Linked DNA regions of Mus musculus: region 2 is linked to region 1. A link is a contact called in public Hi-C data. All regions are on one chromosome and are shown on one strand. The core of a region is the stretch at or near the end of the contact, and the rest is flanking DNA. Distances in the headings are between cores, read along the strand shown.

Region 1 (2,674 bases), core at 107-2,606:
CTTAAAAAAATAAAAATAACACTAACCCATAACAAAATTCAATTTAGAATGCTAATTTTAAAAGTTAAGTACAGGCCAGGCGTGGTGGTGCACGCCTTTAATCCCAGCACTCAGGAGGCAAAGGCAGGCAGATTTCTGAGTTCGAGGCCAGCCTGGTCTACAAAATGAGTTCCAGGACAGCCAGGGCTATACAGAGAAACCCTGTCTCGAACACCACCCCCCCCCAAAAAAAAGTTAAGTACAAAAGGAGGGAACAACCTAAAATTTCATTACTCTTTACTTAGTGCCTATCATATGTCAGGCACTTTGGAAATTTACAAGCTGTCTCACATAGTCACTTCTTCTGGAGGTAAATAGAATTAGCTTCACTGGTCAGAAGAGGAATTGTATAGTGCAGGAGGATTAGTCATTTGCCCAGGGTTCCTGGTGAATAATTGGCAAAGCTAAGATTTCAACACCGGTGTCTTGGATATCAAAGCCAGACACATAGCCCTTGTCTGAAGATGAAAGCAAACAACTATTTTGCAAATATCTTCAGCATGCTGGACTTTGCAATAGACACTGCAGTCTTGGGATGCAGAGTGAAGTTCCCCTGAGGATCTGAAAGTTCACAGCTCTGTTAAGAACCTCATGTCACATAGGTGTCTCCATTGGCAGCACAAACCGTTTGGAGGGAGTTGATAAGAGGTTCCTGGGTTTAAGATGTCATATTTGACCTATGGCTTCTTTGGGGCCATGAAATGGACATTAAAGCTTCCAAGTACTCAGTACTGAACACATTTGAGAGCCTGGTTTGTCAACCATGACAATTAATATATCCTTCTTTACCTTACCCTGCATCAGAGCTGATGTCAGAGTTGAAGTGGAAATGTATCATGTTGAGTGCGAGTGTACTTCCTGGCTCTCTCTAGATCCACCTCACTTCACCATCCTTGCTCCCTCCCTGCCACCCTCACTCCATCCCTGCCCTTCTTCGGGTTCCGTTTCCTTGGTCACACAGCCTTGCTCCTTAACAACCTATTTCTCCTTTTCCTTACCACCTACATCGACACCCCTATGCCAGCCATCTCTCTGCCCCCACTCCCTAACATCACCCCTCTAGCCTGGTCCCTTGATGCCTGCCCCCTCCCTCCCTCTCAACCCGCCTCCTGTGTCTCCCAGCCCTGCTCTGACGTGGGAGGTGAGGGGGGTGGGGGGTTGGATGACTCACAGTGTTATGATGCAGTTCCACAACACACAGCCACATTTACCCACAGACCGAGGTACAGAGCAAGAGGCAACCTCTGCCCCCCAGCAGCTGTCCAGCCTGCAGTCCCAGACCTCAGCCCCTCAACTACCCTCCCCCAATCCCATCCCCTTCCCAATTGAAGGAACCAACAGAGAAGAGAGAAGAGTGAACAGAGAGATTGAAAGAGATAGACGGAGATCTCTGGAGCAGACCTCAAGGTGAGGGGGGCAGCCCTTCTCCAAATCAATTTTTCCCCTTCGCAAATTACCTCTTCCTGCTGTGTGTTGCTTTCTCTCCTTTGCAAAAGCATTATTCATCCACCCTTTGTCCTCCCTTCCCCCTCCCTGCTGCCTCCGCTCCCTCCTCTCTCTCAGCTCCTCCATCCTTCCCCAAGCTCTGACGATTCTCTCGCACTTATTTCCCGGCAACTTTGGCTGCGGCATCAGACATCACTGTTTATTGTTTTTGCTACCGGTGCAGACCCCCAGAGTCAGCCCTGGGAGCTGGCTGCTCTGCTAATTATTCGGACCATACCATACTGAAAATGCCTGGTCCAGGGGGAGGCGAAAACTCAAAGCAATTGAATACATCCGTTGTGAGCACAAGTCCCCCTCCCCTTTTTATTCCCTGAGAGGCACTGGATTCGCACCTGGTTCCACCTGTCTCTGCCTTGTCACTTAGGCTCTCAGTTGCCAGTCTTCCCAGGCACAAGCCCTTCTGCTCCCCCCACCTCCCACAGTCCAGCCTCATCTCAGCTTCAGGGACTCGTCCTCTTCCCAGCACTCACCTTTGTTTTGTTTTCTGACCTCAGTAATTTCCCCGATTTGCTTCACCCCATGACGAGAGAGGGCAGAAATGGGAGAAGTGACCCCAACTCTCCTTTTTATGATTTTTTAATTTAATTTTATTTTTTTGTCCTTTGCAGCTTCTCCTCTGCTGGACAGAGAAGCAGAAAGGGACAGGGAGGGAGGCGTGACAGTGACAGAAGGACAGGGCTAGGGAAGAAGATAGCGGGAGGGGGCAAACCTGGCATCTCCTGGTCCCTTGAAGTAGGTGTTTCAAGGTGGCACCTTGAGGTGAACTACAGGCAAACTTGAAGGAAGATCATGGAAGTGATGCTGAACTGTAGCAAGAAGGGCCAGAATACAATGTCACCCTGAACTAAGCCCAAGGTGTCTTCCTGGGACTCAAGACAACAGTAGAGGACCAAAAACTGAAGATGGTCTCACCCAGGGGGATTTGTGGAGACTGCATGACAGCCCTTCGAGACAGTAGAAGAATCGGGTGCTCATGGCCACCATGGAGGACAGGAGAACAGACTGTTTATGTGGGTAACTGAAGCTGTGCTGCCTCCTCTGCTTGGTGGTCTAGCATCACGAGAGCACTTAGCGGGCATCTCTGAAGGAGACACAGGCCACCCCACCTACAGCTGCAGGATGCTCCACT
Region 2 (2,674 bases), core at 108-2,607, 280 kb after region 1:
GTTTATCATTCCCTTGATCACAGGAACTTGCCTCTTTCAACTCTCTGTCCACCATGAAGCTCAGCATGTGATAGAACTAGAAGCTGAAAGAGACCTTCAAAGTCATCTCATCATTATCTGTAAGAGTTTTCATCCCTGAGGCCTGAACACTCCTGTGCAAGGAAGCAGGCAGCCAAATTTATCTTTGAGTAGTGCCAGCCATTGCAAGGGCTTCCCCATGCCGAGCTGACATTCAGCAGTGTTTGCTGAATGGAGAAGGGTTTTTAACACGGTGCACAAATCCCTTGGAAGCACTCATATATCTGTTTAGAAATGATTTGTCCTCCCATAGAGTAGTGGAAACTCCTTTCTAAAGCAGGACTCAAAACTGTTAAACCAGCAGGAAAAACAGCAATAAACATGCAGGATCCGGGTTTGACTTGGGAAGGAAGAGTTGGGCCTGGAATTTGGGTTTCTCTGTGAAGGAGGTGCTGTTCTCAGCAAAGCTTTGCCTGCTGGGAAGTCATTTTGCCAGCTGAAATACACTTTTACAGTTGATTCCGTACCGATAGGAAAATATCGCCTGGCAGTCTCTTTGCATCTGGGACGGGGGCCACATCCTTAGAGCCTGCTGGGACTCCTCCCCTGAGAGACAGGCCTGAAGCCAAGTTTATTTACTTAAGAGTCTAGGGACCTGATTAATTGCAAAAGCAGCCATTTAAAAAGTCTGCTGTTGATTTTTAAAAGCACATTACTAGCTGGCTGGAGCGGCCCACACCTGTCATCTAGGCATCAGGAAAGTAGGAGGATTACTGTGAGTTAGAAGCTAGCTATCCTGGGTCACATGAGCTGTAGGCTAGTCTGGGCCACATGGGCAAGCAGGGCGTGGGAGGCAACCTTACTGGTCCTGCTATGTTATCTGTAGCTGCAAGTGTAGGTTGTGAGGCCAGCGGCCCAGTCTTTGAATACCTTCTCTGGCACTATATAAGGTATGTGGCCTTGGCTAGATAAAGGAGACTCTGAGGCCCAGAGTTCCTCAGAGGTGAGAAGATAACCCTCTTAGTTCCTTGGTCAGCACTCAAAAAGTTTTCGATCCTATTTTCTACTAACAACATCAGTTGCTGTGCTGACAGGATGGAAACACACATTAGAAAAGGCTGGGTCCACCCAGGACCACTGGCCCTCTCATTACTACCACAGGATGGTGAGGAGCGAAAAGGATCATGGCGACAAAAAAACATACCCCACGGAAGAGGCCTTCCAACGGTATGGTTTTCTGTGAAAAGGACTGAAGTGGCTGCCTTTAAAGACACATGTCCTGTGGCATTTGGAAGGAGGAGGGGAAATGCAGACTGTAGAGAAGTGACGAGCGCCAGGGCCCACTTCAGCTCTGACTCTTTCAGTTGGCCGAGGAGCTCAGTGATCTGCACGCTGTGATATGGTAGCGGAACCAGGCCAACTCTGCGTTTTGAGAAAGCTGCTGTGGGTGCGTTTCCAACACAGAGCGCCTGCTGGAAACACCTAGCACGCGAGGAACAGCTAGCAGATGAACAGGCCTTTTTTTTTTTTTTTTTTTTTTTTTGTCCCAGACACCAAGAGAGGAAATCCAAAATTGAGCTGCCTTTTCGGAGCAATGCTGTCTTAGGAACTCTTAGAGGGAAACTGAGAAACCAGACATCATGAAAAGTGCTTCTGTTCGTAGATGGAGCTTGGGGACTCTTATGGAAGAATAAGGGAAGGATTGTGGGCCCCAAACAGGATAGGAACTCCACAGAACAACCAACAGAGTCAACTAACCTGGACCCTTGGAGTCCTCAGAGACAGAACTACTGACCAAAGAACTTACACAGGCTGGATCATTGCCTGCACATATGTAGCAGATGTGCAGCTTGGTCTTCATGTAGGTCCTGAATAACTGCAGCTGGGGCTATCCCCAAAGCTGTTGCCTGTCCATGGGATATGTTCTTCTAGCTGGGCTGCCTTGCCGGGCCTCAGTGGGAGAGGATGTGCCTAGCCTTGCAAAGATTTGATGTGACAGGGTGCAGGGATATCCAAAGGGCCCCAATCTCTTGGAGGAGAAGAGGAGGGAGGATGGAGGGGGGGGAGGAATGTGGGAGGGGGTAACGGAGAGGGGGAAAGTGAGTGGGATGTAAAGTGAATTAAAAAAAAATTCTTTACTAAAGGTGAAGGAGTTTTAAAAAGTGCTTCTGCTTTCCCCCTACTAATCAGCACTGTAATCTTACAGTTACTACATTTGTGTGTTGTTGGCAAGTCATAATAGTTGAAGGTAAGTTAGAAGGAATGAATACAGACCAAGACTCTGGCTTTGAGCCTTGGTGAAGGTGGGTCATTTCTGACAAGTTTCAAAACCTTTCTGCGTGGGAGGGTGTGGTGATCTGTGAATGAGGTCAGAAGCACAGGTGTGAAAGAAAGGGTTTCACAGGTTCACCGTTCAGGGCTCTTAACATAAGGAACAGAGGTGAGCTTTTGAGGTCTTCAAAGACATGGAATTTTAGATTGCATATGTACAAATGTATACGGAGCTGGAAGGACCTACCTGCCCCCATCTAGGATGCTAATTTCCTGTGAGGGTAACAGAACTATATGAGAGAAAGGGGGCCCATGTCACTACTTCCTGTGAGTCTTATATTTGCAGACAAATATCTTTTAGTGACATGCTAGGGACTGACCTCAG

The links. Hi-C and Micro-C count contacts between places; a contact is called where the count stands out from the background.
Region 2: a contact with region 1 is called in a Hi-C map of erythroblasts, with 2.8 times the contacts expected there. The contact joins the enhancer-like site here to the promoter of Ypel4 in region 1. A contact is called at or near these places in 7 of 39 promoter capture datasets (the 3T3-L1 cell line, 3T3-L1-derived adipocytes, the HPC-7 cell line and 3 more), 1 of 15 datasets of contacts at CTCF or cohesin (the NIH/3T3 cell line), 3 of 484 Hi-C or Micro-C datasets (the G1E-ER4 cell line, erythroblasts and granulocyte-monocyte progenitors), 1 of 115 datasets of contacts at active chromatin or transcription factors (memory CD8 T cells) and 2 of 9 other capture datasets (adipose tissue and liver).

The regions. Positions count from the first base shown.
Region 1 is chr2:84,732,848-84,735,521 of GRCm38.p6, forward strand. It overlaps Ypel4 (yippee like 4), which reads left to right and starts at 1,357. Exons shown (of 5, transcript NM_001005342.2): 1 at 1,357-1,446.
Region 2 is chr2:85,011,499-85,014,172 of GRCm38.p6, forward strand. All of the region lies in intron 8 of P2rx3 (purinergic receptor P2X, ligand-gated ion channel, 3), which reads right to left. Among named protein-coding and RNA genes, the nearest start is that of Gm39868, 21 kb to the left of the region's middle. Within about 2 kb of position 1,358, at least 46 of the 459 cell types and tissues checked have an H3K27ac peak or open chromatin away from gene starts, as enhancers often do. A contact at or near this core is called in adipose tissue and erythroblasts, where this site is marked.